5 separate regions of the Mus musculus genome follow, and regions 2, 3, 4 and 5 are each linked to region 1. A link is a contact called in public HiChIP or PLAC-seq and promoter capture Hi-C data. All regions are on one chromosome and are shown on one strand. Each heading gives the region's core, a stretch centred on a gene start, on an enhancer-like site or on the middle of the called end of the contact. The rest is flanking DNA. Distances are from core to core; before and after follow the strand shown.

Region 1 (4,812 bases), core at 1,201-3,700:
TATGTGGGTATGTGAACTGAAAGGAGTCTCACAATACACATTCTCATTAAATGTGGTGGCATTGTTTCTAGCTGGTGCTTCCAATAAGCTGATTTTGAAACATATTCATGCATCTATCTGAGGTTTTTAAATACTAGTTTTAAGCAATGTCACTGTTTTTGTGCATGTAAACATTTTTAGGAAAAAATGCAAGTATATTTAAAATTCAAGTGTATTTTATTACATGCCTTTTAGTTACATGCTAGCAATTTCAAGAATAAAATATACTGCTAGTTTATTCTATCTATAATTCTGCGATGCTACTAAATTTAGCTGACTGGCAACAGCAGCAGTCAAATGCAAGGATGAAATCTAGATTACCATGTCAGTTTGTTCAGAGCCTTCTCTTTACAATCCATTTGTTGGGCCATCAAGACGGCCCAGCAGTAAAGGCACATGCTCCCAAGGCTGATGACCGAGGTGTGAACCCTGAGACCACCGTAGATGTAGAGAACTTATAAGAATACGTTGTCCTCCGACCTCCACACATGATACTCCCTAATGAAATAAGTATTTGTGTAGGGTTTTCATTCTTTAGCAAGTCACTGAAGTGTCCATTTTAGACATCTATTCTAAAGATTTGATTTTATTATTTTTAACTGTGAGTATGTGTGGTGCATACAGTAACCAAGGAGTCCAGGGGATCCCACTGGAGCTGGAGTTACAGGTGATTGTAAGTCCTCCCCCACCCCCCGCTGTGGGTGCTAGGAACTGAACTAGGGTCTTCTGCAAAAGAAGCACTCACTTATAAACACGAGCCCATCTACCCAGCCCTTCCTCTGGGTCTTCTGCACGTACGTACACTCCATTACACAATCAAGGAGCTGAAGAGGCTGGTTTAAGTAGAGTGAACGGCCTGGTATATATAGTTCCACAACAAAATATTTTAATGGATCATGGGACTGAAGACTTGAGGACAAATTATTCACAGTTTCAAAGTATTAGGCCAGACAACTTCTTACTTACAAAGGGTGAAATCTATTTTTACAATGGCAAATCAGTTGATTCAGGATCATACCTAATTCCCCAAAGAATCAACATAAAATGGTTCTTGTGTCCTGAGAAGGGCATAATCAAAATGTAATTTCAGTTTCTAGAGCCTTCTGTAAAACAGGTCTAGACTTTTGAAACTAGGTGTGTCTTCAAAGCCCAGAGATAATAGAGGGATTTCCATGGACTGACTGGGAGTAAAGAGGCAGAACAAATAAACACAATGGCTGCTTCCCAAAGAGGGGAAGGGACAATGGACAGTTAAGGAAATCTGCACGTGAACTACAAAGTAGATTAAAATGCATCCATGTTCAATTCCCCAAATGTAATGAAGTGGAAAATAATACTTAAGTATTTTTGGGTTATCAAAAATCTCCAAATGGGTCAGCAAAGTTAAGTGCGTGTACACAGTACAGGGGTGTTGTAAAAAGCTTTTTAAAAAAAAAAAAATCAAAACTTCAATTTAAGGGCAAAAACACAAAAACTACCTCGAGTCGACCTGTAGATCAACATTTTTAATTATAAAGTTTACAAACGGGCAGTCCTCCTCTTTGTAAACGACTAATCAAAGAAACACACCACTCTCTCCCCTTTGCAAAATTTCTTAAAAGGCTTGAAGTAGGTACAAAGGGCAATACTACGACGCGCACCACGAGGCATGTGGGTTGAATAGATGGTATTTTCCACCTTGGGGGCCGAAGACGATCGGAGACCGCGGTGTGGGAAGGGGCAAGGAGGCCAACATCCCTAGCTGACAGGTGACAGCCGCCTGCTCCAGAACTGCCTGTTGTCGCCTTTGAAACAAACTTGGAGCTCCTCTGGCCGCCACTCGGCTCCTCCCTAACCCCAGTCCGGCAGGCAGCGGCTTCTAGAACCCTCTAGCCCTCTCAAACACTTCCTGCTCCTCGCCAACTCCGGCTGATGGAGCCGGGCGACCAGGCCGCTCACTTACCACAGCGCCCGCCCCTTGGGGGCCGTTCGGGGTCGTATCCGCCATGGGAGACACTCGGGAGCCCGGGACGCTGCAACAGCAAAGAAGAGCAAAACGTCAGTGCGGGGCGACGACCCTCCGACCTGCTTTCAGAGCCGGCAGGAACCCCAAACCCCCGGAGGAACGGGCCCTCCCGGACGCGTGCAGCACACAGCCGCAGAAGTCCCCCTATGGCGGCCCGGTAATACCTGCCCCGCTCGGTCCAGACCGAAGCTGCCTTTCTAGAAAGACCCAAGCGAAGGCGGAGCTTCGGAGAAAGGCCTTAAAGGGCCGATCGACGCCGCCGGTTCCCGGGGTTGCAAAACCGGAAGTGATCCTTTCGTTTCCACGTGAGTCAGGCGGGACGTTGAGAGTCACCGGGCGTGGTTTCCGGAGGCATGACGGGAAATGCAGTTTTTCTCCTTGTTTTGGTTCCACCTTCCCTACGAGCCAATTGGCACGGAAATGTTAAGTAAAACCACCGAGGCAACTTTCGTCTTAACCGGCACTCAGGCGATTTTCCTCGCTGGCTTCCGAACCTCAAAAATCTCTCTACTTCCATATACAGAAGCTTCAGAAATATCTATGATCTCTCCAGATAGCGATTCACCAAACCCTGTGATTTAGTTTTCTTATTTCAAGCACTAGTGAAACCGGCTATGTGACAGACGCTTGGAGGAAAAAAAAAAAAAAAGAACATAACACTGACCTTCTCAGAGACAATAGAGCAAAAACGACCACAAGCTGAGTTAATCAGGGGTTTCTGGAAAAGTAATTCTGGCCATAAATCTTGAAGGGAAAGGAAAAATTGTATATGAAAAGGGAAGGAGGTTCCAAATAAGAGAACAGAGCAGGTAAAGTAACAGAATGAATCAGGACAGTTCGGTGTGAACTGAATGAATGGGTCTGGGGGGGGGTGAAAGATTTGAACTGCTGAGAGGCAGGGTGTGTGGCAAGAAAAACATTACATGAGGGCACGGGAGGGGTTGGAAGGAAAGGGGAGAAATGATGAAGTTATATTTTAATTAAAAATATTTTTAAAGACTTATTATGTATACAGTGTTCTGCCTGCATGTATGCCAAAACTTCTGAACTTAACTCTGCAATCTAGGGAGCCAAGCTACAACTTTAAGCAGAAGTGTGACATCATCTATATTAGAAAGATCATAGGGAGGCCATTGCACACAACTAGGGAGAGCAATGAAATCCTGAATTGTGTGATGGTGTGGGAGAAAAGAACAGGAAAGAAGACTTGAATGTGGCTTCCATAATTTCATGTCTGGCTAGATAAAAGGTATGCAGGGGTGGGGGTGTCGTCTGCAGAGACCCGGAGAAGAGGCATAGAGAAAAATGAAAAAGAAGAACAGAAGAGAGAGGTGGAGGACAGGAAGCTGACTACAGATCTATACTCCAACTTAGGAACCGAGTATCTCTAAGCTCCTACTCTCTCAGAAGTACAATTGCCTTTATGATTCATGGCAGCCTAGGCGCCAGTCAGCTGCTGTCTAGGAGTCAAAGGATGCTCGGTAGAATGTTGTAAACTTTTCTTCTAAGGCCAATGTCCACATTCAGGTCCCCACAATCTCCAGTCTAGATTCCCTATCACCCAAGCTCAGCTAACACATTATCTTCTCTGCATTGCTGGAGTATAATTTGTCCCCTATTTTAGAATATTTATCATTGTCTAATATTTCTTTTTGATTATTTGTTTAATCTGGCTCTCCCACCATGTATGGGTAGTGTGTGTGTTTGTGTGTGTGTGTATGTGTGTGTGTGTGTACATGCACACATGTGTATCTTGGTTTACCTGGGGTGTCAAATACAACAGACTGAGTAGTTTAAACAACGCAACTTCTTTTTCCTCACAGTTCTAGATGCCTGGAAATTCTAAATCATTTTATCAGCAAGATGAGTTTCATTCTAAGACTTAGTGTTGCTGACTAGATCAGTGATCTTTTTACTCTTAGTAGCAGAATTTGATTTCCTTCTGCCTCTTCTGTATTCCCGAATTTTCTGACTATAAGTAACTATACGTAAGTAGATAACAATGCATCTGATTTATACTAAAGTTAGACCTTCAGTCTTCCCACTCTCCATAATAGCTAGATTTTCTCCTTGTGTTCCTATCTCTTCTAAAATATAGAAATCTGGAAGGCAAATGGAGTCTGTTTCTAAGTCCATCCTCAAGCTTCAGATGAAACCGTACGAGCAGATGTCATTTCAGTTTCGGTTAACTCAGTTCCAGGCCATTTGGGGACAGTAGAAAATAGACTGAGTCCACAGTGGAAGCTGAAGCTGCTCTGCAAAGGCACGAAAGCAAAGATTCTGCCGAGAGAATGTTTGCATCTTCCGCCTGATAGTTCTCTCTTTCTCTTCCCTCACTGCTTTCCAGCTTCGAAAATTACTCTGAGCACATTTTATTTATGGGTTAGGGCAGGCAGGCAATAGCATGTGTGTAGAGGTCAGAGGACAACTTGTACGCACCGTAAGCATAGTAATTAAAACCTTAAGTGTAATATTAACCATCACCCTATGTGAGTATGAACCCAGAATTCACACAGTAGGAGATCACCAACTCCTGAAAGTTGTCCTCTGACCTCCATACCTATGCCATGTCATGCCTGCCCTAACCTATAAATAAAATGTAATTACAACACACACACACACACACACATACAGCTTTCTCAGGGTGTACAGGCTGTACCCTGTCAGCCCATTTCCTCCTTTTCCCAGATGTTGAAGACTATTCTTAAATTGACTGAGCTCCTAAAATATTCTGTTCTGGCAAGATAACAGGTCATGTGACTAACTGG
Region 2 (4,812 bases), core at 1,602-4,101, 560 kb before region 1:
GTTCCATGGGCAGAAGCTGAGTTCAAAACAAACCAAACAAAAGCTCTCTAGACGGGTCACATGAGAGCTAAGGTAGCATGAGTAGTGAGTGGGCAATCACTTCTGGGTACCACCAAGTCCTACTGCACCCAACATTCTTAAGTTAAATGGGGCCAAGGGAGGTGATTGAAGGGATGCCCCAGTACTCCTGTGGGTGGTTTGCCAAAGAAAAGTGGGAGACTTCCAGGAAAGCAGACACTGAACTGGTGACAGCACCAGATGTCCGCAGAGCTTGAGCTGTGTTCAGTCCAGTGATGACGTACTAATGCAGATGACATTTTCTCCCCCACCCTCCCACCCTCCCAGCTCTGCACTTGTGTCTGGAAACCTGAGATGTACTGAAGAGTTTCTTTTTAATTTCCATGCTTGGGCAGATGCTTCATTTCTTTAGTGCCTTGCTTCAAAGTATAGTATGAACACCAAAGCAGCCAAGTGCCCAAGTCCTGGTCGCTGAGTTAATGCCTGCCTTCTGTCCTCCGTCTGAGCAGCTACATGTGAAGTGACCCCACTTCAACAATGCAGAATGCAGGGTTTCAAGTCTCCTTTGTAGCTACAGTAACTGCCTTTGCATTTACAGAGAGAATGAGAACATCTAAATCGTTTCTCCAGATTGCTTCAAAACAAAAACACAGCTTGGTACGGGACAGAAGGAAAGGATACTTTTATTTGTGCACGCATATGTGCGTGAGTGCACGCATGCGTCTGTGTGTGTGCCTTGAAAAGGACAGTGAGCAGTGTTCCTCTTTCCTCCTAAGTAGCCCCTAGCTTTAATTGCATCTCGTAAGTCGCCAGCTCGTTTTCCAGTTCATACTCTTTTATTAGCTTCGGACTGTTGTAAGCATGATTGTTTGTTTAATAACCTCAATCTAGGTCAAGAATCCTGAGCAAACAATATAGTCTCTTTAAGAACGAGTATCGGAAACCATTGACTAATAGGTGATTGGACCCTGCCTAGTATGTTTAGAAGGTAATACAAGAGATGTTTTGAGTCCATTTGTGGCCCTCCTCCTAATTGCATAATCTGCACAGTCGTAATGGCTCTCTAAGTGTGTTATGAGGCAACTCTTCTCGCTCCTACCTACTCACCCCTCATTTCAGTTGCATAACCTCTATATAGAGATGGCAGTTTAGAGGAAGACTTATTTATTTAATATCTGCTTACAGAATTGCATGAGAAACATAATCTCTATGGAGACTAGACTACGGAAACAGTTTGAGTAGCAACTATCAGTCTACATTGCTAACACTAAGTCGTCCTAACAGCAATGGTTTGACCGTGGCTGAGGAAGTAAGGCCCAGACAATACATTGCTTTGTTTATTGTTGCATAGAAATGCCCTAGGCAGATTTTAAACCCAGATCTGTCTCAAGGGCTCCCCCTCCCATAATCTGCCTTTCTGATTTCATCACAGATAAGAATAGCTAGGATATTTCCTTGTAGTGCCCCAAGGGTATCACGGTTGTACACATTGTACAAAACCTTATAGGGAAGTGGAAGCTATGGTTTGACATTGTGTTTAACTTGGTATATCTGGAGTACTTTAAGCATAACATATAATCAATAAAAAGATTATCGATAGGATATTTATTTTTTAAATCCTACAGCTCTTGCAGATCGTGGGTGGGCTTTTGCTTGGTGTAACATTAAGTGGCAGGCGTGTCTGACACTGTACCACAGTAGGAAGATAAGGAGGGATGTAGGTTAGGAGGATGGTTTCTACATTGTTTTCCTATCAGTTGTCACGAGCTGAATCCAGACCCTGTTGTCTTTCACCTATGCTATCACATGGCCTCCCAACGGCCTTGCACTTTAAATTCAAGGTGTTCATTGTGTCTCTGGATCTTCTCCTGCCCCTCGTTGATTCAGGTTCTCTTCAGAGAACACTCATTGATTGAGTCAGTGTTATCCCCCATCGTTTCTAACTATCACTAAGGTCTCTCAGTTCAGCGTCTTGAGAGGTCTTCTCTGACCACTCAGGATGAAGCATCACTTGCCTTGGACAAAGCACTGATGTCTGCAAAAAACTATCACCACAGTGAGACTAAAGAACGTTAATGGCCTTTCACTACCTGCTAGCCATTTCCTACGGCTCCCTTAGAGTGATCTGTAATTATCTTCCTCTACTCTACAAAATAAACCCAAGAGAGAGGGAACCTTATCTTCAGCTCTTTCCGAAATGGTTTGTAAAATGGCCTGCCCAAAGAGATTAAGTATGTTGACTGAACAAATGATGGGATTAAGTTCTGCGGATTGCGTTGTAGTATCTGTGACAAGGCTTGGAAAACGTTAAGCCTTTCACTTAGATAACCTTTGAGCCTTTCTGTCCTTGGTTGCATCTTGCTGTGTGGCCTGAAAGCTGCAAGCTGGGTCTGGACAGAGGGAGGAGGAAGCCTAAGGCCTCTTACTTGGTAACCCGGTGGTAAATGCTCAGAAGAGACCAGGCCACTGCTGGCAAAAGCTAATGGTTACCAAGTATCTCTTCAAGAACAGAGATTTGGCTGCAGTTATAAATCCACGTTTGAGGTCTGGTTGAATACTGACTACAGACTAAATCAACTGTTTTTTTTATAAAACATCTCTGAAAAGGCTCGTACTTTTCATTTCCTTGTTCTTATAAATACACACGCTGTTGGCTGTCTACCCATACCCGGAAGATACTGACTTCTGAGTGCTTTAGGACCAGGAGACAGCCTAATATTGTCAGCCCCGCTTCCTCATTTATCAAGACTAGAACATAACCAGGAAGGGCTTATGCAGGGTGATGTATGTAATCGGTAGAGGAACCAGAACTGGCCCACAGCCTGTGCACGGGTTTAGTGATTGGCATGGCTGAGAAAGAGGAGCACGTGTTCATTACAGAGAAGTAGCTCACATGCTGCCCCAATGCCAGCCCACATCTGTTGCTGATAGAAATTATTTCGGGAGGGTGAAGTGGCCACCTTCAGCATGCCACTTTTATACCCTTGTATGCAAATACCAAGCGATGTTTTGTTAATGGTGAGTATCAGGTGGCTATTTATTTCCCTCTGCTGCTATTTCAGGCTTCTCAGAACTCTGCACACACACTTTGGTCATATTATAAAAAATGAAGAAGCCAGCCTGATAAATCTATGGTTTCATGTGTGCTTAGGGCATTCTAAGTATTTTATCATTGTTGAAATTATGATATTGTTCAGGAAACAAAGCTTCTAATGTTGGCTACAAATCAGATCAAGTAGGGTATTACTAAATTTATATCTTCAATATAGATAGAAGCTAGAGCTCCAAATTACCGAATCACTATACTCCCTTATCATTTGAAAACTAAAAGGTGTGTTAGTCAGCCTTCTGCTGCTGGAATAAAGTATTTGAGATAATGAACTTATTAGGAAGAAAGGCATTTGGGCTTCGGTTTCATATTCTCCAGGCCAGGTTTGCTTAGACCCATCACTTAGGGCACACAGCAAAGCAGCAGGGTGTCATGGCACAGAGTTCATGGTCAAAGAAATGCTGTCACATATCTCATGACAAATACAAAGGGAAGAGAAGAGAACAGAAGAGAGACAGGGAGAAGGAAGCAGAAAGGAAGAGGGGAGGGAGGAGGAAGTGGGGGCAGGGAGGAAGAGACAGAAAGTGAAAGGCAGAAGGAAGAACCAGCCAGCTTCTCCTGTTCCCTTCAAAAGTATGTCCTTAATCACCTAGCTATCTCCCCTTAGCCTCAGGTCCTCCCTTCTAGTATTGTCACAGAATGATAACCAAGCCTTTGACAGCAGATCTTAAGGGAACATTTAAGATCTCAGCCACCGCGTTGTCCACTTCAGTGAACCATTTAGTGTCCACACCAGAATCATTTATTCTAGAAGACTGTCTTGATTCTGGTGGCTTTAAGAAGTCACCAACTAGAACAACACTAAACGAAGCCACCCTATGCTTTCCTTGTCAGTTTGCTCTGTAGAAATTGTTGTCTACTCAGTTCCAGTACAGACTGGGAAGTGCTATTTGTGTTGCCAGCAGGTTTGCCTGTTCCAGGGAATGGCTACACACTCATGTCCGAACTGGACTTAGTGTGTGATGAGGGTCAGGGTGAAGTATGCCAGGGAGGCATGTTAGCAGTATTATAGAGGGAAATAAGAAGTGGATATGAGCATACTCCATTTTATGCTTCTATGAAAGTCTCAAGAATAAAGTTGTTTTTGGTTTTGGTTTTAAGAAACTAGTTGTATCTGTAATTGTCAAGTGTCTAGCTGAGCATTTCAGTCCTGGAAATGAGTGTCTCAAAGATCTGGAAACTAAAACTGAAGAAGTGGGCATTGGTAGTGCTGTGTGCATGTTACACTGTTGGGCAAAGATAAAAATGATAGGTGCAAAACTAAATCCTTTTTGCAACCCAGAACTCACTGTTCAGTATAAGATTATATAATAATTATGTATTATATATGTATACATGCACATATATAATATATAATGTATATTTTATTTATATATTACATATGTTATAAAATATATACATATATGTATATAAGTATATAAATGGAATATGATACTTGAGGCAGTTCAGTGATATGGTTGGTCATTTAGAAACATTGGGAAGTATAGTATGCAGCTGGAGTTATTTCTCATCTGTATGTCTGTACTTAACAGTCATATGACAGATTTCTAGGAACCTAGAATTTGAGGAGATAAGCCTTTAAGTATTTATCATGGTTTATTTATGCTTGGCCCAGGTAATGGAGAGTGGTAAGTGAGAGACCTGAAGTATCATGATCCTATTGCCAGGGTCTTCAACAGAGCATT
Region 3 (4,812 bases), core at 872-3,371, 560 kb after region 1:
AATGGTCTTTTCAAGGCTATGGTCACAGTTCTCTCAGATCTCTGGATCAGAGGTGCTTTATCTCCATGGTTAGAAACAGAGAATGCTTTGTTTTTATTGTTTCGGGTTTTAATTTGAATTATTTATTTACTTACTTACCTATTTATTTTGAGACAAGGTCTCACTTTGTAGCCTGGGCTGGCCTAGAACTCCCTATATAGACCAGGCTGGCCTCGAACTCAAAGATCTGCTGCCTCTGCCTCCCAAGTGCTGGGATCAAAGGTGTGTGCCACCACCACCTGGCATAAAGCAGACTATTTTAATCTGTTGGCCTAATTTAAATGAGCTTGTCACACTGAAGAGTCCTGGCACTTGAGGAATTGCAAAACACCGATCATCGGTCTCATCCGTCGTTTAGACTGTGAAGTCCCAGTCACCGTCTTATTCAGAACAATGGCCGCATGTTAAACACCAGTGTCACTTTCTATTGAAATAAAGGCTCGGGGACAGAGGTGCTTTAGGAAAACTTTTGACTGAAGCGATGTTACATTACTCTAATTACTCAAGTCTGGAACTTGAGTGTCTCCAAAGCCCATGTGCTGAACGTCTAGTCCCTCATGTAGCTTGCCTTCCAGGAGTGGCCTTTGGGAGTAGAACACAGGACACAAAATAAAGGTGACAGAAGAAAATCCAATGGAAATCCGTGCATCCAGTCAATTTGTAAGAATGAAAGCGGACTCGGGCATCCTGTGTCTGTATTCTGGTTGTGAACCAAGCCTGGAGGCTTAGCCATCTCTCCAGCCCTTGTGTCACTTTGTAAGGAAGCACGTGGGTCCATGGTGTCTCAGAAGCAAGTGCAGGGAGCAGACCTGGCCTCTGAACCATTGTTCATTTCAAAGACAATTTTTGGTTGGTTGTTTTTTGTTTTGTTTTGTTTTCTGAGACAGGGTTTCTCTGTGTAGTCCTGGCTGTCCTGGAATTCACTTGTAGACCAGGTTGGCCTTGAACTCAAAAGATCTGCCTGCCTCTGCCTTCTGAGTGGTAGGATTAAAGGTATGTGCCACCTACCTGGCTTCAAAGACAATTTAAACAACAACAACAACAACAACAAAAACTTGTTTAATAGCTTGACAATTTGTTGGGTTTTTTTAGATTTATTTATCTATTTATTTATTATATGTAAGTACACTGTAGCTGTCTTCAGACACACCAGAAGAGGGCATCAGATCCCATTACAGATGGTTGTGAGCCGATTGATGGGAATTGAACTCAGGACCTCTGGAAGAGCAGCTAGTGCCCTTAACCGCTGAGCCATCTCTCCAGCCTTCAAAGACAATTTTAATGGACAATTTCCAGTGTTAAAATGATTATTGTCATAAATCTCTCAATGTGGATTTCATATGTTCAAATACATATATAAATATCATTATATAATATTTATATAACACATATTTACATATGTATATAATATATGTGTATATCATATATATTTACACACACACACACACATATACATATATATATATATGAATGAACTCAGGTGTGTTTGTCTCAAACAAGAACCAAACCAATCCAAACAAACAAACAAACAAAAAGAAAACAGAAAAAAGGGGGAAAGAAGAAAGAAAAAGACAAAGACAAAGACAAAGACGAGAAAGAAAAAGAAAAAGAAAAAGAAAAAGAAAAAAGAAAAAGGAAAGAAAGCCTGTAACTGAAGTTGCTTATTGGTGGTATATTTGAGTGCAGCAGCTATGGAGGAAAAAATAGAGAGAGAGGAAAAAAAATGTTTCCTGAGAGAAGCAGGCAGCAGGCCAGACAAAAGGGTCTGGAATTCCTCACCACATACAAAATGTGAAATATTTCATTCCCATGAACACAAAGAATATTTCTATAACTGTGTTCAAACAAATAGGATTTCTGTAACCTTCCACAGCAATGGGTGAGCCCTGCAGGTCAGATTTCAGTAAATAACCGAGCTTCCATGTCACCTTTCCTGTTTATGTCTCGCCAGCCTGGTGTCTCATGATGAAAAGCATATGCAGACAAAGGCTCCAGGCTGGGCCAGAGGAACCTCAGTGACCTCAGACATCTGCAAGAGGTCCCAGCAGTCGGCTTATGGCCCTTCGCCACAACGCCCTTGCACCTCACACTTGGGGGGCTAGAGGGGAGGAGATGGACGAGCCACATGCTGTCTTCCTGGTCCAGCTCTGAGTGACAAGGGAAGCAGGGGATGGCTTAGGGGGGACAATGAGGAGGTTCCCCATGCTTCCATGACATGTGGCACCATCTTGCACATGAGTTTTAGGTTGCCACATCCTGGATGACCCCCAAAGCAAAGCGGAATACCACGACCCATGTTTTAGCACCCAATATCAGTCAGGAGTCTAGTGTGGCATGGCTGGGGGTCTGCTCAGGGTCTTGCAAGCTGAAATGAAGAAGTTGGCTGAGCTGGGTCCCTTTCTGGTGGTTCTGGGGTAGAACAGGCTCAGATAGGCTGTTAGCCAAATTCCTTATTGCTGGCTCTCGTCATCTGTGGGCTACCCTCGCTCCTGGACACTCCTCACCTAGGAAAAGCTTAATCCTTTTCAAGGAGTATCAGACCAGCCGAGCAGAACCATTACACCCTCAGGTCAACTCAATTGGGACCTTGTCATACGTGTAAAAATCCCTTAAAGTGCTGTGTATATGAGTGTTGAGTTCCGGGGACAGCGACAGGTCTGTACACGGAAGGCTGGGAAGTGCAGTGACCACTGTGGGACTCTGCTTCCCACAGATTTCTTAGGAACGAGTCTCTAGTCAAATTAGGTAGTCCACAGCGACAGAAATTTGTACTAAATTCTTTGTTGTGGTAGCAAGGGGCAGGCCCCACGTGCATTTGGTGCTCAGAGCCAGGCTAGGCAGGAGACAGCCTCCCTGATGAAGCCCGAGTGCCACATTAGATGTAGCTTTCCAAAGTCCCTCTGGGGTGTTCTGTAGATTAAAACCCTGTGCACAGTCTTTTGAATCTCTAGATACTAACTTCTTTGCTTGTTGTTGTTGTTGTTTTTTAATCTCATGACCCTCATTGGATCACTACAAGATATACACATATCCCAAACCATTATACTACCCCCATAAATGTGTACGATTATGAATCAGGGCAAATTTTAAATAAAAGCAGAGTAGCTGGGCAGGTGGTTCAGTCAGCAACGTGTTTGCCACATAAGCATGCGCCGAGTTTGTTCCCTAGCATCTGTCTTGAAGGACAGACAGGGTAGGAGATGCTTATAAACCCAGCACTGGGGAGGTGGAGGCAGGAGGATTCCCGGAGCTTCCTGGCCAGTGAGTTTTGTCAAATCAGGGAGCTCTCAGTTCAGTGTAAGATTCTTCCTCAGAAATAGAGTGGGAAGTGAGGAAGACACGTGACACAAGCCTCTGCACAGATACACACATGCACACATATATACATACACTACACACACACACACTCACACACATAATATACCATACACACACACTACACACAGGCACACTGGGCACATACACACACATATACACACACATAAACACACTATACACACATATACTTGCACTATACACATGCATGCAATACACACATACGCACACATATACTATATGCAACATACACATATATACAGACATAAACATACTATCTACATACAGTATACATACACATACACACATATATACACACAGTTATACACACATGTAAACACACTAACAAACACTATATACACTACACACAAATAGAAGTATACACACACACTACACACATATATACACACACATGCACACATAAACATACTGTACCCATTACATATACTCCACATACATAAACATATGCATATACTATACACACACTACACAGAAATAGATGTACACACACTCACACACAAGAGAAGAAAGAGCTAGGGATGTAGCTCCATTGACAGGACTTGCCTGGCACGCATGAAGCTCCAGGTTCACTTCCAGCATCATATGAAACAGGCTGTGATGGTACACGCCTGCAATCCTGTCAAAGTCAGCCTAAAATCCACACATCCCTGTGTGGGGTGGGGCAGAGACCAGTCAGGCATAAGACACGGGATTTAGAACCTAAGAATGCTTTTAGTTTCTGAGTCTTAAATCAAAGCCAAAGCCAAAGAAAGGGAAAAAGAGGGGAATGCTAGCTGTAGTGCTGGGGCAAATACTTCCCTAAAGACCTATTTAATTTATCAAAAAATGTTTTGAGATGGGGTCTCATTAACTCAGTCTGGCTTCACACTCACAACAGATCCGACTTCCACCTCCCGGGCTTTGAGATTATAGGCTTGTGTGATCACACTCGGCTCTACAGAGATCTTACACTTTAATACTCTACAGGTGATTTCAGCATTTCCCAATAAGACAGATCTGAATACAATACTTTACTTCTTCATAAAATTGATTATGTAAAACCCATCATTTGGGGGATAAAAATCTAATTCAATGTCAGCAGAGTATTATTAATCATTAATCATGCTAGCTTTTAAAACACATACAGAATAGTGCATCTTGTTACACCGTTTTCATGTATCTTCATTCCTGTTGATCCTCCTCCCCCCAGCCCTCTTCCCCATTCCCTCTGTATAATGGACTTCTGATTTGAACTTATTATTGTTCATTTTGATTTTACCATAAAATAATAAAACTTGGCAGAACTATGAATGGCCCAGCAAAAATATCCAATCCTCAGGGTTCATGTTGGCTAAAATATATCTAGACAAGATCATCTAGCCCAAAACACTGGGCAAAATGAGGGTGGTGTCCACACTGCTCCTCCTGGTTACTTCTGCTTGGCTACAAAAATGCCAT
Region 4 (4,812 bases), core at 1,299-3,798, 540 kb after region 1:
CCAGAAGACAGAAAGCGGAGGGCTATTAGCAAGCCATTCTGGGAAACACACATAGGCACAAATGACTCCTCCTAAGATGGCCTCAACTCTTCAGCTTTTTTCAGATGCTTAGTGTATTCTGTGCTGACCTTCGTCTGCATGCTCAAGGGGTTAACGAATGAATGTCATGATTTTCGGAGTCTGCCGCACTCAGGAAGCCTTGCCGTGCATTTTAATTCCTGCTTTGCATAGGCATTTGTACAATAAGAAATCTTGCTTCCCAGTCCTGAAGCCTGAATAGGATTTTCCCTCTCCCCACCAAAGCAGTCTGATTCACTGGATCCCTGGAGGAGGAGATAGCAGGGTTGGACAGTTGACATAACAGGAAAGTAGTTCTTCTAGGTTCCTGTACCAGGAAATAGCTCCTTACTGCCAAGACTGTAAACCCCAGGGCCAGACCCCAGTCATATGGAGCCCGATGTTCTCTGTGCAGTTCCATGGCTACTGGAGGAATAAGGCTTTGAAGAAGGAGAAAAAAAAATCATGTCTAAAATACATCCTGTTGAGCACAGAGCAAACACAGAAACCTTTGTCCCAGATTGTATCGTGTGCCGGACAAAGACTGCCAGTCACGACTCTCTTCCCATTTTGGACAAGCAAATCCTTCCTTTAAAAGAAAAATACGTACAAGATAGAAGTCAGTCCGAACCGCTGAGCCAAGAGAGGGGGCAACCCAATTGCCCTCTGGTTTGATTCAGAGAGACTAAAGAAAGTTTCAGGGGATTATGTGGTTGCCCTTCGTGATATTTTAAAGCTTGAATGGCAGCATATGTACCCCCAAAGATTCCCAGTTGCGCGCCAATAAAACTTCCAGTCCCAGCTGAGCACTGTCTCACGACACTTCCGAGTTAAGTCCAGCCAGACACGCACTGACTCCCGTTAACCACATTTCCCTTAGTTTTTTTAACATGTGTATTCATTGGGGGGGAGGGGTGTCAGAGGTCAGCTTGTGGGAGCCATTTCTCTCTTTCTACCATTTAGTTCTCGGATATGAAACTCAGGCTGTCAGGCTTGGCCACAAGCACCTTTTCCTGCTGAACCGTCTTGCTGGCCCTTCTATTTAAACACATTGATGACCGACCAGCCTTTCTGATTTCTAACCCACTGTTCCCTTTCTTGGTGGGGATGCTCCTACAGATCTCTGACGATGCTTTGTCACAAGCAGTATTTCGGAGACACCTAGTCTATTTGCACAAAACACCTCAGTCATTCAGGTCCCATGGGCCACTTGGCCCAACCTTCTAGATGCACCTTATTTTTTTTTGATAATTTTTTAAATTTTAATTAAGATATAATTATATCCTTTCCCCTTCTTTTTTTCTCCCCCACAACTCCTCCTCAGTTCAAGCCATCCCATCTGGGCCCCTCTACACCTACCCCACAAAGACATTTAAATTGTTTTAGTTTGGCTTCTTACAATATAGTCCCATCCTCCTGATTCTCTTAACTGCCGACCTCAGCACACTCAAGTTTGGGAAGGTAATTTGGGCAGGTGAAGTTTATAATCCGTACCATCTGCAGACCACAGCAGCTAGAAGCCAAGTGACTGGCAGCAGTCATTTTGTGAGTTTCTCAGAGAGAGAGGCATGCCCTGTTCAGATTTGAATTTCCACGGGATTCTACCACTATGCTTTGATCAAAGTAGACACCTAATACATATTTAGGAGGAAAAGTAGGCTAATCTATCTCTAGGGTCTGCTTCCAATTTTTAAAATATCTGTAATATATATGATGTGCATGTAGCTGGAAGAGAGTTTGAGCCCTTTATAAAGCAGCTTGGTTGAATTATAAGTCACGTGCCATACAGTCCAGCCATGTAAAGTGCACAGCCGCACGGCTTCAGTATATTTAGTCCTGTGCCACCACTGGAGCCAATTTCAGAGTACCCATTACCCAAGAAGGAGGAGTCCCATCCCTGTTATTACTCACTCCTGTTACTTCCCAGTTTCCCCAAGGCCCAGGCAAATACTAACTATTTTAGGGTTCTCTGGATTTTCCCATTCTGGACATCCATCTAGACAGAGTCATACAAAATGAGGTCTAATGCACTGACATCTTTCATTTTCCACAATACTTTCAAGGTTAATCCATCTCTGTTTCATATACCACCACGTCATTCATTCATACTGCCAACTCATATTTCACTGTAAGGATGGAAAGCAGCTTCATTTATTCATTTGCCAGCTGATGGACATCTGTGTTCTTTTCAGTCTTGGCTATTATGAACATGGCTCCTGGGGAAGTTTGTTCTTGTGTAGATGTACGGTTTCATCTCTCTTGGGTATAAATGCAAGGGCAGGATTAACTTTGCATTTAACCTTTTGAGGGTGGGACTGCCTGCTCTTCCGACTTGAATACAGCTTTTCCTCCTCATGCCCAGCCTCCCCTCCTCTCCTCACTTCTTTCTCTGAAACATCAGGTCTTTATTTCTACTTGCCTGAAGGATAGGATGTGGCCCGCTGAAAGGAGAAACAAAGAAGCAATCGGGACTTTCAAGTTCAAAAGCCTTAGGGGGACTAGTGAAGACTCACATAACAAAGGGGATTAGAGAGAGAGCTGGCCCCCTCCACTCCACCCTGATCTACCACACAAACCCAAATTCCCTCCAGGGCTGGAAAGAGAATAAGAGGCAGGGAGATGAACACGGAAAACAGCTGTGTGTTGCTGGGAACAGGCAGCTGTTTCCAGGAACTGCTAAGCTGGGAATCCATTCTGTACATACATCCTCGTCCCCACATGGCAAAAAGGAGCCACTGGTTTGGCCATCAAAGATGACACAGAATTAGGTACATTGGGTGTAATGCCTAAATTGGGTAATTAGTATATTCATGTATCGATCAAATAAAACTATGACACAGAAGGCCAGGTTGGCAGCTGTTGGGACAATTCAGTGACAGTTACAGACAGAAGGACCTGGGAGATCTGCCACTTAATACCTGGGAACTATACTGCCTTTTGTAATTTAGATTTAGTTTGAAAGAGAAGAGCTGGTGTGTTAACTCCAAGCTGATTAGAATCAATTATCTGTCAGTCTACCAAATTATAAGTTTATATTTAAAACTGTCTTCTGGGGCTGAGGAGACCACTCAGTGGGTAAAGTGCTTGCTGCTGAAGTCTGAGGCCCTGAGTTAATCCCCTATACACGCACACAAATTAAATAAATAAATAATTTTTAAAAATAAAAAGTTAAGGTAATGGGCAAGCTAGGAAGATACCCAATCAACCTCTGTCCTACACACACTTCAAAAACATAACAAAACATAATTGTGTTCTGGAAAAATGAAGAAAGTCAGAAGTCATGTATATGAGGTGTGCATAGAGATCAGTAGCCACCACATAAGATATTTTTAAAGACTATAAAAAAATCAAATATCCAATAAATCTATCAAAAGGTACAAGTCTCCCCTGATATAAAAAGATCATAATGTGTGGCCAGCATAAGGGGAATTCTAAACTACTGGTAGAATGGTCATTGGGAAGCACGGGTTACCAGCACTTGGTAAAACTGAACAGATATGTGTCCTATAGAGATAAGAAGGTGGGTATGGAGGGAGAGGGGCAACTTCCAGTCGGCTAGAGCTGCATCACAGGAAGGACATACAAACCAAGAGGACCCACGTGGCCAGCCGAGATGGCTGACCACCAACTGTCTTTTGCTTCACGTCATTGGTTTTGCAAGATTGCCTGCACCCATCATGCATCAGGTGTACCCATCATGCATCAGGTGCACCCATCATGCATCAGGTGCACCCATCATGCATCAGGTGCATCGTACATCCTGGAAACCCCACATAAGGACAGAAACATGCCCATACCTCATCTCTCCGTTAAATTTTGCCCATAAAGCCCAGTATCCCAAACCCTCTTCATCAACCCCATCTCTGTTTCCTACTGACTCATCCTAAAATTCTTTTCTGTGGCGGAAGTGAAGATGGAAGCTCCTCCGGGGCACAGGTCTCTGAGAACTCGGCAGGGTGCCCCGCCAGCAACATCAGGTTACAGCTTCCACTGCTGATGACACTACAAGCCAGCAACTGTCACCTTAGATGTCCCAGAGGACTTTGGCATGGCTGTGTCACAAAAGTAAGATTTTGCTATGTTATTTATGGTTGATGCTGGGAAAACCATACCTGCAGGCAATCTCGACGTCACCAATAACTAAGATTAATGAATCACACCTCAAGAATTCGAAGGCTACTCCCTATGCTGTCCGGCTTTTCTCCTCAACTAGTTCCTGACCAGAAGTTCTCACAGCCCTACCAATCCAGACCCAGTGCCTCCACAAGACCTGGCTGATGTTCTGAGGGGTTGAATGGGTGGAGGAAGGGCACTTTGCATCAGTCTAAATTAGAATTTAAAATAGTCAGAGAGAAAAATACAGGCTGTCAAAAGTTATCACGGAGGCATATCGCTTACAGAAAATGTGAGAACATGCATGGAAGATGCTCGACCACCCTCCCTCGATATTCACGCCAGTCACTGCCTCCTTGGCAATATTACACATCTATAACAACCATCACAGCCCACTGGGAGAAGTGATGTCACTCCCCTCCATAACCTTGCTAACTCAGCAAAAACAGAAGTGGAACAAAGCAAGAAAAGCCCAGGCTACACAGAAGCCTTGTTAATGGACATGCCACTGTGACCTCTGATGAGGGTGCCCATGCATTCTTCCCGTAAGCACTGAGCAGCTCTCTGTGGACAGCTGGGAAGCTGGGAACACGGGGCTCAAGTAAGGTTGGCCTTTTCCTCCTCCACTCCTGAGCCTAGAGG
Region 5 (4,812 bases), core at 1,491-3,990, 510 kb after region 1:
TCCTGCCCAGTAAGACGGTCTTCAAACAGTCAAGGCTACAGGCTGAGAAATTCCTTGCTAAGAACCTGTGTCCGGAAGCTTGCTCTGTGAGCCTTATTAAGAATGTAAATTCTCTAGACAGACCAACTCAAAGAAGCCCAGAACTAAAGATGCAGAGTAGTAGCAAAGTTTATTTATTAACCTGCTGCACCCAAGGGAACATTTTGGTGGGTTTTTTTTTTTTTCAGAAAAATTCCTGACTGCACAGAAAGAAAAAAATGAAAAAGGCCTGTGGGAAATTTAATCACCAATGGAACAAAACCGAAAAACAAAGCCCTCCCCAATGAGGATGTTGCCAGAGACAATGGGCCCCTAAGGGGAGATGCGATTGTCTCCTGATAAGAATCCCCACGGGAAGCGGCTCACACTAAGAAACACATTATTGCTGTATTAGCCCAGGAATCTTTGTTCAGTGGGCAACTGTGTGCAAAACCATCTGTTATGGCCCCCGGCTCCCAGTTTGCAAACGTGGCATTTACATTTCAAGAATGGGAAGGGGAAAGGGGGGGGAGTGTTGAGCACTCCCCCAATGCACACACACACACACACACACACACACACACCTTTTTACCCAGCCTGGGCTTAGGAGAGGAAACTCCCCTTTTGATGAAATCCAACTCCACTGAGGAAAGGAGATAGGCCACTTCAATTATGCACACGCAGCGTGCCTGGCAGCCTGGTCCTAAAGCCACACACACACCATTTGGGTTTTCACTGTCTTTGACTGGTTTAAAGGGCAAAGTATCAAGAGCCATTCTAAACTGTGTTTAGCGCTTAACCCGGCTCTGCTTTCTTAAACTGTCTCTTCCTTTCCTCAAGCTGATATGAAAGCTAATGTTCTACACTGTGTAATGTTTAGCCTGAAATACCAACAGGAAAAAAAAATCTTTATATATTTTGATCTATGGGGAGATGTAATAAATATGTGTACATATTCCAAAATTCACAGAGATGTGAGATTCAGATTTGCATTCTATCCTGCATGGAGTTTATACCACAATGCACTTTTAAAGGCAGGACATGTATGTCAATATTACTATAAATTACTATCAGTTACTATCAAAGAAACTGGGAATAAATCACGTGCCTATGAGAAAACAGAGGCTAATTTCCCCCCCAAAAAATTCAAGAAGTTGAAAGAAGCTGTCACACAACTCTCCACTACTGTCTCCAGTGAGCCTGTGAGCCCCAAACTCAGAGAGAACACCTGTCATGCTCCAAGCCTTCCATCAAAATAAGCCTTCCATCAAAAATAAGAGGCTAACGTCGTTTTCTCATCTGGTAGTAAGTTACATCTGGTAGTTACAAGAGACAAGCCAGCCCTGACTTTTAGTAATGGTGCCTGGTATATATTGTTTCCTTAGTTCCGTTTTTAAATAGATGGCTCCAAACGCTAAGGAGCTTTTTTGCATCCATGAAGCTGGTTGACCCTGAAAGGTGGCGGCCTGTGGCTGAGCCTTCCAGCAATAGCCTCTGCAGGCAACCCAGCAGGTTTAAATATACAGCCCTATAGTTCTATCACCCTACCAACATTGGAGACCTGGGCTGTCCCAAGGGTGGGGATGGGGTCGCTAAGCGACCATCTGAGTTCTCTGAAGCGTATTCTTGCTTGGTCACGACTTAGCTGCACACATCCTCCTTTGAACTCTCAGGCCAAGGGGGTTGCGCGCCATTTAGCCAAATTCCTCTTCTACAAGGCATTTTAAAAGGTGGTTCATAGGAATTCCAAGAGTGGATCACAAATCACCTCTCCCACTCTCGCCCTCCACGCGTCCTGAACCCAAAGACCGGATTGTTTCAGAATAGCAGGGCTACTGAGCTGCACCTGCAGATAGACATCATGAATCAGGATCACCCAGCGAGCGCTTCCTGGACTGAGCCGAGAGCTCCAGTGATTTCCTTGGCCTTCCACCGAGTCATTTAAGAAGTGAAATGTGCCAACCTGGCCCGGTACGGGGCCTGCTGCAGCCCACCCTGCGGTCTCTGGGACAACCGATAGCTGGGCAGCGTGTCTACGGATAGCGCACTCACAACTAGGTCTTGCAGGTTCCCCCCTACGCTGTGCTCTGCGCCAACCTTGCACCTGAACGGGTGCCAGAACACAGCCAAGAGGCTTGGATGGGTATGAGCCTCAGTGGTGATACTGCCAACTCTGCTCCGGAAGGGAGAAGAGAGAGGCCAAGGGAATGTGGAGCAGTGAGCGGGACACCCCGAAATGCGGCTCCCGCAAAGGGCTCTGGAAGCTCGAGCCCCTGTAGCCTTTGCAGCGCTACGGCTCGCACTGCGCTTTCCGTAGCAGCACTTGCAAACCAAGCGGAGATTGCGAGCTCCGCAGGCAGCAGGGATGAAGGCGCAGGGGACAGCCTCTTGCCCCTGGGCGCACAGCTAGACCGCAGTGTCCCCCCTGTTCACGCCCACCATCCCAGAGCCCCAACGCCAAGGGATCTCAGTCTTCCGAAGGCCGCGGAGGATGACCTGGGGAAGCTGGCCACGAAAGTGGGGGAAGGCTGGACCTGAGGTCGCTGCTCTCGGGGCAGCAGCTTGGGGCGCCCCTGCAAGGCCGCCCGCCGGTGGCGGCACCTACCTCGATCCACTTCTGTGCCTCGGCGAAGGCAGGCTCCGGAGGTGGTTCGGGCTGCAGGGGTTGAAGGACTTCCAGACCGAGAGCGGGGCAAGCCATCTGCGAAGCCCGGCGAGTACTGGAGCGCTCGGCCGCCGGGATGAGCACAGCCTCCTCCGCAGGAGCGCGCTCTCCGCCCCTTCCCGCCCGCCGCGCTCTCCAGCCGCCTTCCCCGCCCCCACCGAGCGCAGGTCCCGGAGGACAGCGGCGCGCACTGCCGGAGGACACCGTGGCCACCTCAGCCAGTGGCGCCCGGGCCCGCCGCTTCGTCCCCTCCCCCAACTAAAAATAACCTGCCAGGAGCTCCGGGCGTCCTTCCCGGGCTCATGCAAGGACCGTGGGAGGAACACGGCCCGCCACCCCGCTTGTCCTGCCTCCGGCCGGCTACTTTGGGTAGCAGGTCGAGCTGCACCTTGGGTGAAGCTGGGCGGGGAAACAGCACTACTGCGGCAGAACTGGAGGACTGACTGGCACCTGCTGTCCCTCCCAGCTACAGACCTGAGGCCTAGAGCTGCAGCTCCGGACCCAGCACTCTAAGGTGTTCACAAGGCAACCGCCAGATCTTTCTGTTAAAAGGGGAGGGACTCCCCGCAAGCTACCTGGGCCTTAGCCTGTTGACTCATTCACAGGATTTATTCAGCTCTTATTATTCTCCAACCACCAAGCTAGGAACCTAGGACTGCCGGATTGGGAATGGGGGGTGGGGTGGGGGCAGGGAGGGATAAAACAAAAACAAACAAACAAACAAACAAACAAAAACTCCTAAAATGTGTGCTGGTTAGTTTTATGTCAAGTTGACACATGTTAGAATTATCTGAAACAAGGGAACCTTAACTGAGAAAATGCGAGGGAGAGCCTAGCCCATTGTGGGTGGCACCATCCCTAGGCTGGTGGTCCTGGATTCTATAAGAAAGTAGGCTGTGCAAGCCATGAAGAGCAAGCTAGCAAGCAGCACCCTTCTATGGCCTCTGCATCAGCTCCTGCCCTGCTTGAATTCCTGTCCTAATTTCCTTTGATTAGGAACAGCGAGATAGGGAAATGTAAGCCAATACCCTTTCCTCCCCCGTTGCTTTGATAATGGTGTTTCATCACAGCAAGACACAATTCTAAGAACTTGCCTTCAAGATACGTACACTTAGACTGGGATATAGCTCAGTTGGTAGAACGCTTACCCAGCATGCAGCTCACCCTGCTTTCTGTCCCCAGCGTCATGTCCTTGGAAGTACAAGCTCATAATCCCAGCACTCACTAGGTGCAAGCAGAAGATCAGAAATTCAAAGTCATCCATTGCACAAGCCAACTTGAGCTATATGAGACACCGTTCTCTGTATGTATTTCTCTAGATATTCACAATACCGATATTCACACTGGGGAGCAGACAATAAACATGGGAATCAAAAGATGTTGTAGAATGAGCTATCTGGTAAGAGATGGCCTGTGTTGAGGAGAGAAGGTGCCAGTTGATTTTTAATAAGCTGCTCATGTTGCTCTTGAAATGGCTGCACCAGTGCATTTGGGAGGCAAGCATGCTGGGAGAGGCCTGGAGGAGGGACAAGTGGAGAAGGAAACTGGGTATTTACGCTGGTGTCTCCCTGAGGATTGACTGACACCACCACTCTAAAGCAACATATGTCTTCTTTCCTTGGGTCCTGTCTCCTCTTGACCCATTCCTCCCTTCAGGCCCAGGAATGCTAAACCCCCCTGGTTTCCCACCTTTGCCCACTTCCTTCTATCACCCCTTAGTTTTGCTCAGTCACTTCATCTGTGGCTCAGTAAGCTCAGGGTGTTGTGACAAACCTTTCCTGGGAAGACACAACCCACATGTCTACTTACACTAGGCATGGATCCTGTGGCAGATGAGATACAAGTCCAACTTGGTGAACAATGAGTTTCATTGGGTTACTTAGAGGAACGTGGGTGAGACGTTACTTACAGTCGCAGAAAGGACTCAAAGACAACTGCATCACTAAAGCTCACCCCAGCATGGGTGACAGCTCACAAAGCTGGGAACCTGGAGCTCACAGCACAGCCTGCAGGAAGCTCAACGGGTGAAGAGTACCCTTTCCAGGTGCCTCAGTTGGTCTAAACTTCTTCCAGGCAGCTCTGCTGGCCCTTGCTTCTTCTAGGCAGCTGGTCTGGTCTGATTCTTCTTT

What was found. Promoter capture Hi-C pulls out the DNA fragments that hold promoters and counts their contacts. HiChIP or PLAC-seq counts read pairs in DNA pulled down with a chosen protein or histone mark.
Region 2: a promoter capture Hi-C map of pre-B cells shows a contact between it and region 1, with 2.5 times the contacts expected there. The contact joins the enhancer-like site here to the promoter of Tmem33 in region 1. A contact is called at or near these places in 4 of 39 promoter capture datasets (HPC-7-derived erythroid cells, fetal liver, neutrophils and 1 more), 1 of 115 datasets of contacts at active chromatin or transcription factors (bone marrow-derived macrophages) and 1 of 9 other capture datasets (liver).
Region 3: an H3K4me3 HiChIP or PLAC-seq map of the SCID.adh cell line shows a contact between it and region 1, with 8 times the contacts expected there. The contact joins the enhancer-like site here to the promoter of Tmem33 in region 1. A contact is called at or near these places in 11 of 39 promoter capture datasets (cranial neural crest, embryonic stem cells, frontonasal cranial neural crest and 7 more), 22 of 115 datasets of contacts at active chromatin or transcription factors (the SCID.adh cell line, T-cell acute lymphoblastic leukemia, bone marrow-derived macrophages and 11 more) and 2 of 9 other capture datasets (macrophages and pancreatic islet).
Region 4: a contact with region 1 is called in an H3K4me3 HiChIP or PLAC-seq map of bone marrow-derived macrophages, with 4 times the contacts expected there. The contact joins the enhancer-like site here to the promoter of Tmem33 in region 1. A contact is called at or near these places in 7 of 39 promoter capture datasets (cranial neural crest, embryonic stem cells, frontonasal cranial neural crest and 3 more) and 9 of 115 datasets of contacts at active chromatin or transcription factors (bone marrow-derived macrophages, differentiating embryonic stem cells, embryonic basal ganglia and 3 more).
Region 5: a contact with region 1 is called in a promoter capture Hi-C map of embryonic stem cells, with 3 times the contacts expected there. The contact joins the promoter of Limch1 here to the promoter of Tmem33 in region 1. A contact is called at or near these places in 5 of 39 promoter capture datasets (embryonic stem cells, hippocampal neurons, liver and 1 more), 3 of 115 datasets of contacts at active chromatin or transcription factors (embryonic stem cells, large pre-B cells and stem cell-derived neural progenitor cells) and 1 of 9 other capture datasets (embryonic stem cells).

Annotation. Positions count from the first base shown.
Region 1 is chr5:67,258,203-67,263,014 of GRCm38.p6, reverse strand. It overlaps Tmem33 (transmembrane protein 33), which reads right to left and starts at 2,450. Exons shown (of 8, transcript NM_028975.4): 1 at 2,209-2,450; 2 at 1,982-2,051. The coding sequence starts at 2,026.
Region 2 is chr5:67,820,245-67,825,056 of GRCm38.p6, reverse strand. All of the region lies in intron 1 of Atp8a1 (ATPase, aminophospholipid transporter (APLT), class I, type 8A, member 1), which reads left to right. Among named protein-coding and RNA genes, the nearest start is that of Gm52816, 7.9 kb to the left of the region's middle. Within about 2 kb of position 2,851, at least 125 of the 459 cell types and tissues checked have an H3K27ac peak or open chromatin away from gene starts, as enhancers often do. A contact at or near this core is called in bone marrow-derived macrophages, fetal liver, neutrophils and 1 more, where this site is marked.
Region 3 is chr5:66,697,305-66,702,116 of GRCm38.p6, reverse strand. No RefSeq gene overlaps it. Among named protein-coding and RNA genes, the nearest start is that of Uchl1os, 23 kb to the right of the region's middle. Within about 2 kb of position 2,121, at least 10 of the 459 cell types and tissues checked have an H3K27ac peak or open chromatin away from gene starts, as enhancers often do. A contact at or near this core is called in the SCID.adh cell line, where this site is marked.
Region 4 is chr5:66,718,882-66,723,693 of GRCm38.p6, reverse strand. No RefSeq gene overlaps it. Among named protein-coding and RNA genes, the nearest start is that of Limch1, 25 kb to the left of the region's middle. Within about 2 kb of position 2,548, at least 8 of the 459 cell types and tissues checked have an H3K27ac peak or open chromatin away from gene starts, as enhancers often do.
Region 5 is chr5:66,743,817-66,748,628 of GRCm38.p6, reverse strand. Limch1 (LIM and calponin homology domains 1) reads right to left here and starts at 2,740. Exons shown (of 26, transcript NM_001001980.3): 1 at 2,624-2,740. The coding sequence starts at 2,719.